Regions from separate parts of the Danio rerio genome. Here region 1 is linked to region 2. The links are chromatin contacts, called in public HiCAR-type maps. All regions are on one chromosome and are shown on one strand. The core of a region is the stretch at or near the end of the contact, and the rest is flanking DNA. Distances in the headings are between cores, read along the strand shown.

Region 1 (5,799 bases), core at 2,107-4,606, 210 kb after region 2:
ACGCATCTCACGCTTTCGGTTAGAGCGTGCGCTTATGTTGGAATGATGGCTGAAGTCGAGGAAGACATGTGAGTTTATATATATATATATATAAAGATAGCTTAAAGTGATATTTAAAGGTTTAACTAGGTTAATTTGACAAGTTAGGGTAATTTAGGAAGTTAGAAAAAAGAAATTCACAGGAAAGCGAATAAATATATATATAATGTAAAGTAACTAGTAACTATTTACTTGTAATTTTTTCATCAGATTTTTTACACTTACTCGAGTAACTTTTAGGATTGTTTATTTTACTTTTACTTGAGTACAAATTTCCGCAAGTATTTGTATTTTTACTTGAGTATAGACATTGGATACTCTACCCACCTCTGCTAAAAAGTCACTAAGTTGGCAACACTGGTTCATGTTGTGAAAAAAAACTTACTTTAAAAAACATGTTTCCACTGTAAAGAATATTTTGTAGATTAAGAAGGTTAAATGGAGATTAGTTGTTCTTCAAGAAACCATTAATGCCAATAAAGAACAATTAATCTTTTTTTAAAAAAAGTCAAGTGTGGCTGTGAACTTTTAAAAATGACAAGGAAAAACATCCATATATATTTATCACTACAACATATCTTTCTGAAAAGAAGGTATTTGAAAGTGAAATATCACAACTAAATTAAACTGTCTTCTTTCCTTTTCTTATATCCTTCACACAGTTGATGACACAGTCGCAGAAGATAATGGGCAGCCCAAGGAAACGTGCTCACGGAGACCTGCATTTACAGAGCTGCGGAGCTTTGAGTTCCCCATCATCATCCCTGCGCCGTCCAACCCGAGTCTCCAGTCATACAGATGCCTCTGCCACCCGGGGTCATCAATCTCCAACCCAGCCTCAAAGCCTCATCAGCATATGCAGAGAAACCACTCTTTGACCCTCTGGACTATGAACGTCCTCTGAATATGTGCCAAGGCCAAGTCCTAACTCTCATCAGCAGAACACTGTAGCTCTTAAAAAAACAACAGTGAGTTAACATAGAGTTAACACCCTCTCATGTGCTTAAATTAAAGATACTGGAAAGATACAATAAAGAAACACCGGAGTGTTTACCTGCAGGGGTATATATTTTTACTTTATTGTCAGAAAAAAAGGTAAAATATTTGTTAAAAGTGTTGCTACTGTGCTAAATAAGAGAATGGGTCTGTTTTGGACCGTAGATGATCAAATGGATTTACCTCTTCATGAACCCTTTTGTTTTTTGGATGAGAAATAACATTTAAATACACAGCTTCAGCAAACATCATGTGAAATATTGGACATACTTTGTCATTGTGTGCCACTGCGGGACAGAGACCTTCATGAAGCTGGATTATTCGACTTACCTCAGTGTGTAATTATTCTTTTCTGTGTTGCAAAATAAAAATGTGTCTGTTTGTAATTTCTTTCGCTATAGATTGTCGTTTTAACCTTGTCAAGTCATTACTTGCGATTGGCTTACATAAGCACTGTCTTGACAGGTCTTGAGAATTAGTGCACGCTCACACTTTTTCTAAAGTGCCTTTATGACTATATTTGTTCTGTTAAACACAAAAGAAGATATTTTGAAGAATGTCAGAAACCTGTAACCATTGACATTCAATGTATGAAAAACATACTATGAAAGTCAATGGTTACCGGTTTCCAACATTTTTATTTTGTTCAACAGACAACTGGACATATAGTGTGTGTGTGTGTGTGTGTGTGTGTGTGTGTGTGTGTGAGAGAGAGAGAGAGTTTGAATAACTGTATGGGTGTTTCCCAGTACTGGGTTGCAGCTGGAACGGCATCCACTGTGTAAAACTAAAACATATGCTGGATAATTTGGTGATTTATTCCACTGTGTCGACCCCTGATGAACAAAGGGACTAAGCTGAAGTAAAATGAATGAACGAATGAATGAATGAATGAATGGTTGCTGGTTTAACCCTGTCAAGCCATCTTAAGAATTAGTGCACTTTTTCTAATGTCCTCTTAAAGGGACAGTTCACTTAAAAATTCAAAGTACTGACTATTCAGTCTGAATTGGCTTCACACCTTTATGACTATATTTGTTCTGTTGAACACAAAAGAAGATATTTTGAAGAATGTCAGAAACCTGTAACCACTGACATCCAATGTATGAAAAACAAATACTATAGAAGTCGATGGTTACCAGTTTCGAACATTTTTCAAAATATCTTTTTTGTGTGTTTAACAGACAAAATAAAAACTCAAACAGGTTTGGTACAAGTTGAAAGGAGGGTAAATCCCTGATCCCTTCATTTCAAGCTAAGCACATGGTGCAGTGAGTTTTCTTTTTTTTTTTCAAATTAGATTGTTGGTCCATTCTGTGGATCCTAAACAACACAATGACTCTGTGTGTTATAATATAGATATACATTATAAATGCTAATTCATACATTTCTAAATTAATTAGCAAATCACTCAAATGTCACGTCATAGCATCCAATGCCATAATATATTTCAATCACTATAAGAAATAAAATTCAATTCAAGCTTATTTGTAGAGTGCTGGGGGCGACTCGGTGGTTAGCACTATCACCTCACAGCAAGAAGTTCTCTGGTTTGAGTCCAGGCTGGGTCAGTTGGCATCTCTGTCTGGAGTTTGCATTGTTCTCCCTGTGTTGGTGTGGGTTTCCTCCAGGTGCTCCGGTTTCCCCCACAGTCCAAAGACACACTGTATAGGTCAGGTGTGGGCAAACTAGATCCTGGAGGGCCAGTATCCTGCATAGTTTAGCTCCAACCCTATTCAAACAGACCTCCCTATAGAGTTCAAGCGATCTTGAAGACACTGATTAGTTTGTTCAGGTGTGTTTGACTAGTGTTAGAACAAAACTCTGCAGGGACACCGGCCCTCAAGGATCAAGTTTGCCCATCCCTGGTATAGGTGAACTGAATAAATTAAATTGGTCGTAGTGTATGAATGTGCATGGATGTTTTCCAGTACTGGGTTGCAGCTGGAAGGGTATTTATCCGCTGTGTAAAACAAGTAAGTTGGTGGTTCATTCCGCTGTGGCGACTCCTGATGAACAAAAGAACTAAGCTGATGAAAATGAATAAATGAATCTATTTATTTGGTAAAAGGCATTGAGCAATAGGAATAGGTAAGGTTTCCCATAAATGCGACGTTTTGTCTAATGAGAATGTTCATTCTAGTGCCATATATCCCACCTCCTCCTATTATTTGAGCGTCCAATTAAAACGTGGCGACAAAAAGGGTTACGCCCACAGCCAATCAGAAACATCTAATGCGTACGGTTGTATCCACTGATTGGCTGTTGAAGCCGTCGATCAAGCCCCTCTGTACACCTTACACGTTGGACGACATTTTTCTGGATTTTATCGAGCCGTCTATCCTGGTTGTTAGATATACAACAAGATAACGATACATTTAGGAAACATGATCTATTGCTGGCGCGAATACTAATGTGTATACACACACACAAATGCGCAGTGTGTGCGCGCGCTTGCATTCGGCAGGGCCGAGAGCAGAAGGGGAAGGCTGGAGTTGAGTTACAGTAAAAGCGAACTCTAAGTCTGCGTGGACTTGCATTGTAAAACGCGTCAAACACGTATAGACGGATTGTTTGTGCCGTGTTCTTCTTGTATATCAGGTGCGTATCGTGGTGCTTGTTGGAAATACCGAAAATCTGGCCTTACTGGCGCTCTCAGATGTAACGCTAACGATTTATAGCCTGTTGTTTGTTTTGCTAACGATAATAGATATGTTTGCATGCCCGAAATCGGCTTGGCTTTATGTTTGATGTGTGTTTAGATGGAATCGGTGTCGTGTTGTTGAACTGCAGCTAGCGCTCGGCTGTTGCTCCTCCACATCCACGTATGCTACTTTAGCGAGGTTGTAGCTAACGCTGAGCTGCTCGCTGATTCAGAAGTGAATATTTCACTCGAGCATGACAGCAGATCTGCAGAGATGACCGCAAAAGAGTAAATATGCGTTTGGAGGAGCTGTAGGATCTGGCGGAGGACGGAAAGCTGATGGCTGTGTGCTGTTAGCTCAACTGAGCTCTCTTAGGCCACGTCGGCTGTGTGTGAGAGAGTGTGTGTGTGTTGATGTGTTTGATCTACTGACAGTGGCGTTGTATGAATGCAAACAAGGAAAGTCGTCAACTGTGCGGAAGGAACACGTAACGTTAGGAATCGTCTAAGTAAAGTACTGTCACCAACTTCAGGACACCTCAAGGTTGCTGTTAGCCGAATGAGAGAGAGAGTGCCTCTTTCTTGATAGACGACTTGACCACATCACTCGTAGTTTAACACACAAAGCCCTAGAACGGAATCTGTGCCGCGGGTCGATTACGCGATGATCGGTTTCGGCGCGATTCGACGTGGGGGTCGCCTCCCGTCCTTCATCCTGATCGCGTTATTGGTGGTTATCGTGATTCTGTCGTTTAACTACTGGAGCGTGTCCACTAAGCACGCGCGGCTGCTGGACGAGTTGGCCGAGGTGCAGACGCAGGTGAAGCGCACGGACGCGGCGCGCTCCCGCTTGGAGAAGAGAAACTCCGAGCTGATGATGCAGGTGGACACGCACCGGAAACAGATCGACCTGAAGGACGGAGATTACAGCGCGTTGCAGAACAAACTGCAGGCCAGAGATGCGCTGGTCAAAACCTGCACCGATGACAAGGTGAGTGAGTGAGTGAGTGAGAAAGAAAGAAGTGAACAGGTGTACTGTACATCAGACTCGCACTGTCACAAACCTAGAAACCTCTAGTTTCAAATAGCTAGATTTTCTCAGTAACACTTTTAAACTTGTTTTACTAGTTTGATTTGCCATCATTACGGCCACTCAGTTTCAGCTCACACAGTTGTTCCTGGGTAAAGTTTTGATTTTCATTTAAAGAAAAATCTGATTAAAATGTTTACAGTGTGCACTGTATTCATGTTTAGATTTGTGGGGGTGGGGGAGGGCATCATTTATTTTTATGCAGAAACTGATCGTGTATTTAGTAGTTTAAATTCTTTATTTAAAATTAGTTAATTAGAGCAAATGATCTCTGTTCTAAAAGCTAGTCACTCAACTGATGTCTGAAGAGGAAATGATGTAGATACTGTTAAAAGCTTATTTCCTTCTGTAAAAAAATAAATGCTCAAAGTCTTAGCACGTTAAGAACTTTCATGCATTCACTAATCAAAGATGTATGTATATACATATGTATGTATATATATATATATATATATATATATATATATATATATATATATATAATGCATATATACAGTTAAAGTCAGAATTATTAGCCCCCCTAATCAATTAGCCACCTGCCCCCCCCAATTTCTGTTTACGGAGATTTCTAACGCATTTCTAAACATAATAGTTTTAATAACTAATTTCTAATATTCATATTGCAACTTATCCAGCAAATGTTTCACGCAGCAGATGCCCTTTCAGCTGCATCACAGTACTGGGAAACACCCATACACTCTCACATGCACACACACATACACTACGGCCAATTTAGTTTATTCAATTCACCTATAGCACATGACTTTGGACTGTCAGGGAAACCGGAGCACCTGGAAGAAACCAACGTAAACACGGGGAAAACAACAAACTCCACACAGAAATGCCAACTTACATAGTTGAGTCTTGAACCAATGACCTTCTTGCTGTGAGGCGATAGTGCTAACCACTGAGCTGCTGTGCCTCTCCTTATATACATTTAATTCAGTAAAAATGTATTTTAAAAATCGCAAAAACGTCTTTGCTTAGTGAATGCAGTGTTTTTCATTTAGCTTGAGGCCATGTCATTATG
Region 2 (5,926 bases), core at 2,194-4,693:
ACCTGGTTCTTTTAAAACGGTGTGCTCTGGAAATGTGTTCTACGCATTTATTTGTGATACTGGATGCTATATTGTGTGTCCTGAAATGTATTTTTGTACTAATAGACGATTTATTATGGCACACCGGAAGACTTTTGTTTTGTTTTGTTTTCTTTAGACTATATAACACAGCTTTGACTGGTCATTAGCTCTTCACGAGTGGCAGAGTTTGTTCCCTTTTCAACACAATTTCCAGTATGCCACTGTATTAAAAAAAATAAATCATTTTTAAAATACACCGTGTTGCTGTCTTATAAGAGATTGTGTTTGCAATGTCCCGCAGTAAACCTACAGGAGCGAGCAAGGTGACTTTGAAAACATGTCTTGTTGCGACAAAACGCTGCAGTGTGTTGAGTAGTGACACTCGAAGGCCTGCAGAGGGCGCGAATGCTTTAGTTTATGTCATCGTTTATTGTGTTGGACGATTTTAAAAGTGACTTTAATGCAGGGATGTTCAGACTCGGTCCTAGAGGGCCGGAGTCCCACAAAGTTTAGTTCCAATTCCAGTCAGACACACCTGGCCGAGCTAATCAAGCTCTTACTATGTATTCTCTCCTTTGCAAGTGTGTTGAAGCAAGTTAGAGCTAAGTTTGGAGTTTGGACACCCCTGCTTTAATGCCTAGTTAAAATATCAAATCTTCATTAGGTCTTAATGACATTGCAAATCTTGTTTAATAAATGAACGTGATTTATCCCTTATTTATAAGTCAACATAAATCGATATGTTTTATAAGTCTAATGTTTTCAACAGCTCCAAACCATGAAGTTTTTTAATGTTATTATACTATTGAGTCTATTTATAGATAAATGAAACAAGGGTACAAGAATGATAATGTAAGAATTAATGTAAGAATTAATGCATATTAGTTTAACATGCCAGTAAATCATCACTCCAATTTTTACACTCCTGTATGATGATTTATGTGGTCTATTAATTTTGTAATAATCATGTGCCCTGTATCTTACATATAGGCCTCTACCAAATATGAAAAATGTCAGTGTCTGTATATTATGGCATGTTTAATATGCAACTATTTGAAATTGAAGTTTTATGCTACATTATTATTATTTTTATTTTTAATTTTTACAATTAACTGTGTGCCAGGTAGAGAGTGTGGATTGTTGCAACATTGGGCAATTGCAACAAGTCTTATTTCTCCATTCACAAATGAGCTAGAGCTGGGGTGTCCAAACTCAATCCTGCTTTAGTGTCCTGCTGAGTTTAGCTCCAACTTGCTTCAACACACCTGCCAGGAAGTTTCTAATACATCTAATAAGAGCTTGATTAGCTAGTTCAGGTGTGTTTGATTAGGGTTGGAGCTGCAGGAGACCGGCCCTCCAGGACCAAATTTGGACACCCCTGAGCTAGAGCATATTCTAGGTCTCAAACTTGATTCCTGAAGGGCCACAGCTCTGAACAATTTTGCTCCAACCCTAATCAAACACAGCTGATCCGACTGACCAAGGCAGTCAATACTACTAGAGAGTGGTAAATTGTGAGTGTAAATTTTATTTTTAATGTTCAGAAAACGTCTCATATCTACGTCTAATCTGTTTTTGTGAAGCATTATTTATTCGTATATTTTAAATGACTTCTGAATTACTATAGATCTCAAGTGTTAAGGCTATTGCAGTTTAATCAGGGTTGACAGAGTTCCTCTGTAGTTTAGTACAGTAGTTCTTTTTTATTGGACTGTATTTATATGACCAATTTAATCAATTTAGTTAATCTGTTTACCAAAAAATACATAAATAAAATCCAACCTGATGTTTTTGATTTTTTTTTTATTTTTATTTTTTTTTTGCTAGGGGTCAGTTGCAACGTTTGACTTTAAGATAAAATTTGCATATATTATCATATGTACACATTGTGGGTGAGTGTTCAATAGATGTGGGTTAATTATATAAAAATTTTGGGTTTCCAAAAAAAAAAAAAAAAAGTTTTCTGAGAAACTGAAGGAAGTGCAAAAAGTGTTGCAATTGTCTCCACTCTCCCCTACTGTATAAAACAGACAACAATGAAGAACAATAAAAAAAGTCCTGTCTTAATTGTAGTCAATGTAGCCATAATGATTAAAACTAAATAAGTTAAAATACTATTTTCGTTCCTTCTTACACATTTTCTTTCTTTTCATTTTTCTTTCTTATTTTCTTTTTAGGCACCAGAAAAGCATATGAATATTTTTAGCTTTTGTGTCTTTTTCTTCGTTCTGTTAATTAACCAATGAATAGCCAACATTTGACATAAACGAGATCACTAAACTTAAAAAGGTTTGGTTTTGTGACGTTTTAATCCATATTCCGCAGTGTGTGTGTGTGTGTGTGTGTGTGTGTGTATATATATATATATATATATATATATATATATATATATATATATATATATATATATATATATATATATATATATATATATATATATATATATATATTTTTTTTTTTTTTTTTTTTTTTTTTTTCCCCCCCCACATATATTGGACACCTAACTTATAAAAACCCAACTGTAATTTTTGGTAATCATAAATACAAATGTAAAAAAAGAGTTGTGTGTCAATCAATAGCCGATCCTCAAGTGTGATTGGCCAAAATATAAACATTTGATTGCTTGATCAGAATTTCATGTGGCTCATCAGTGCTGTAACGTCTACATGTTAAGTTAACGGATATTTACAGAAGAGGGTCAACAGAGAGTTCTTTCGTTTGGTCAAAACGTTGGGGGTTTTCCTTAAAAATGCGAAGTGAAGTGATTTTATAAGCAGCAAGCAGTTTTCTTGAAAGTCGATTTTATTCCGCGCTCGGTAAGGATTTCTCTCGCTAGTTTCGAGAAGCGAGAAACTGAAAACGCGGACCGGAGTTCCAGAGGAATCGCTATAGAACGCACAGATCTCTATTGCATCGTTCCATTCCCTTATCTGGGTCCAGATCTGCTTTCTGTATATCCGTCTCACTAATTACCTTCTTTTATCGAAGATGTATATTTTAAATATTTTAACTTCTAAGTAAGGTTAACTTGTATAAAACATAATTACGTTCACAATAAATCGATTCTACTTGGTATCATATCAATGCCTTGCTAACACTGCTTTAACGGCAAATTAACCGAACGCAAAAGCTCGGTCTTAAAGGCAGCTTAATGAAAAGTAACAAAACGAATAATAAGTAAGATTGAGTAGACTCATTAAATCCATTCACGGACTCTGGCTTTTATGGCTCCTCAAACGAGTTCGTCGCCTGCGTTCATTTATCTGGATCTACATATGGCGGCACGTCGGTCCATCGCCTCCTCCAGCCGAGCACCTGCTCGCACATCTACATGACAGGAGACTACAGCGCGAGGCTGCGGCTCTACGGAAACACCGTAAACACACGAGCGGCGATATCACCGCACACCGGAGTCGGATGTTGGCAAAGCGTCGTTGAACCTCAAGCCGCGTCACACGCAGACGGTACTCGCGCGCGCGATAGATGTGAAGTTCGCTGCTTTGAACGTAAGCGTCGTTATTTAGACGTTTTCCGTTCAGAGCAGTGAGAGATTTCATTAACGGACTGTCACGGCTGCGAACGGGGGTTTGATGGATCACCTATCCCGCGCGTTCCCTCCAAGCGGACGAGTATACAGCGCGCGTTCACGCAGAGCTCACCTCTTTGTCTTAATGAAATGAATTTGGATTTGGCTTGTTGAAACACCTGCTTGAAAACCGCCAGAACAGTGAGAGTAGGACATCGTGAGGAGCCCGGTTTAATGGGATGATGGTCTGCGCGTTTTGGCAACACGCTATGAATTCATCTTTACGTTGTGGATGTCGGAGCGACTGAACGCAGAGGTGTCCTGCAAATCCGAACGAAGCTCGCTGATTTAACCCAAGTTTTTTGGCTTCATTTAAACTGTTTATTTACCACCATGCCGGTCAGCGCAATGCCGAGAGGTCGGTCCCTGAGCCCGGTGTCTCTGTCCCGCAGTCTCTCCCGGCTGAGGGAGTTTCGAACCCGGACTCGCATCATGCTTTCTCTGGGAGTTTCTCAGATGGTGCTCGGGAGTCTCATTTTGGCCGTCAGTTTCGCCGCTTTGGCCCTTACTACATCTCCAAGGGTGAGACATTCGTGTCCCTTTTGGGCAGGATTCTCGGTAAGTTGCATTTAAATTGTATTTCTTATTTGTGAGCTTTCCCTGAAGAGGAGGACGTGGTGGCGTTTGCGACCCCCAGCAACTGCAGAGTCAGCAATCACATCGCGCGCCTGATTCTTAGTTTATAATTCAATTCTCCTTCTCTTCACCTGGTGCCCGAGGTGCAATATTCACCAAATGCGAGGTTAAATGGCTTATAGATAATTCAAAGTACAGAAGGTCTTTTTAAAAGCCCCGTCGTTGCTTGAGCTCAGGTGAACTCACCTATGAAAGGCTGTGGTTGGTGAATTGCCTCTTGAAGGCTAATGCAGCAGAAGCCCAATGCTTAATAGGAGATCAGACAAATTCATCTGCATCTCACTTATGCCTGTTGATGTTCTGTGTGAAAATGTTTCAACAGGCTGTTAGTTTCTGACTAGTATTGATTAATTCTGCCATGTTAGTTTTTCAGACTGGAGTATTCTTCTAATTAATCTCAATAAGAGCTCAGACACTGGCTGGGGTACACGTTTAATTCTGCAGTATGTAGCAGTGCTTGGCATGCTTTCATTTGGGCTATATTAGGAGTGAAACTTACTCTTGGAATGGAATGAAATTGAAATTTGAGAGATAAAAGCTAGTAAATTAAATGTAGTATTATTTTACCTCATGTACTTTGTCGTCTGAAATACCAGGGTGTGTGCATTTGCTTAAACTACTTTTTGTCATCCCAGATTTAATGATTCCTGTATTATAATTTTTATTCTTTATTTATAAAAGTTTTTATGATAACATAACATTACACCCAATAGTGTATATCGTGTATACATATATTAACAAAATTACCTCGTTTGATTACTGTATAGATAGACATAGATAGATTTTCATTTGGTTTGTTTTTAACTGTGAAGTATTGCAATACAATTCACGCAATCTGAAACAGCAAGACACTGGAAGAGCTGATGGGGTCCATGGAAGTGATTGAAAACACATGCCAAAAAATAAATAAAATATATTACATTATTTAATTAATAAAATAAAATACTATTTAAGTAAAAACATTTCCATATACATATTTTTTACACTGTATAAATAAGTTCTTTTTGCAAAAAATATTTCCACAAGATTTTTTTTTGCCTTCGAGTCAGAGTCATTTAATTTTTAGTATCTACCGATATCGAAACCCAATCCGATACTTTTATAATACATAAAAAAAGAATAAAGAAGAATGAAGAAACAGATCCAGGATGTTCTTATATTATTTATTGTCTTTAAAGTGCCTTATCATGTTTGTTGTGTTAAATGTAGCCTTTTCCTTTCCACCTCTTGTAATCGCAAGTTTACATAGTTTACAGTTTGCTATGGTAAAGTTGTCGTCATCAACTTTGTAATACCCCCAGACTGCAGACACACTTGCGTATTCCACTTCAAGCTGCTTCCTTGCTTTACTTTGCCGTTGTTTAATCAATCGCATCTCTGCAACCAAGTGATGTCATGCCACACACGTGAAGTCAAGAAAGAGGTCTAACTCTGTGCCACGTGATCGGATCTGGACATCCCTACTTACGATGAGCCGGTTTATATAACAATATCAAATTAATTGTTGACTTGGAAACGAAAATTGGCCATTAACATAATAAATGTACTTAAATTTTTCTTAGTATAACATCTAAAATCGTTTTTATATAACTGAAAACCATTTGCGAAGGCTGAGATTTAGAGTAAATTAAAAGCACGTTTTTTTGGTGTGAACTATCCCTTTCACACTTAATATGAATTAGG

Evidence for each region. HiCAR-type assays count read pairs that join an accessible place to other places.
Region 1: a HiCAR-type map of caudal fin shows a contact between it and region 2, with 6 times the contacts expected there. The contact joins the promoter of golm2 here to the promoter of fam189a1 in region 2. A contact is called at or near these places in 7 of 18 Hi-C or Micro-C datasets (caudal fin, embryo, hematopoietic stem cells and 1 more) and 2 of 4 datasets of contacts at active chromatin or transcription factors (caudal fin and gastrula embryo).

Annotation. Positions count from the first base shown.
Region 1 is chr7:31,383,371-31,389,169 of GRCz12tu, forward strand. golm2 (golgi membrane protein 2) reads left to right here and starts at 3,357. Exons shown (of 9, transcript XM_678225.9): 1 at 3,357-4,670. The coding sequence starts at 4,344. fam189a1 (family with sequence similarity 189 member A1) reads left to right here. Exons shown (of 12, transcript XM_073908638.1): 12 at 702-1,421. The coding sequence ends at 917.
Region 2 is chr7:31,175,463-31,181,388 of GRCz12tu, forward strand. It overlaps fam189a1 (family with sequence similarity 189 member A1), which reads left to right and starts at 3,444. Exons shown (of 12, transcript XM_073908638.1): 1 at 3,444-4,165. tjp1a (tight junction protein 1a) reads left to right here. Exons shown (of 28, transcript XM_073908610.1): 28 at 1-275.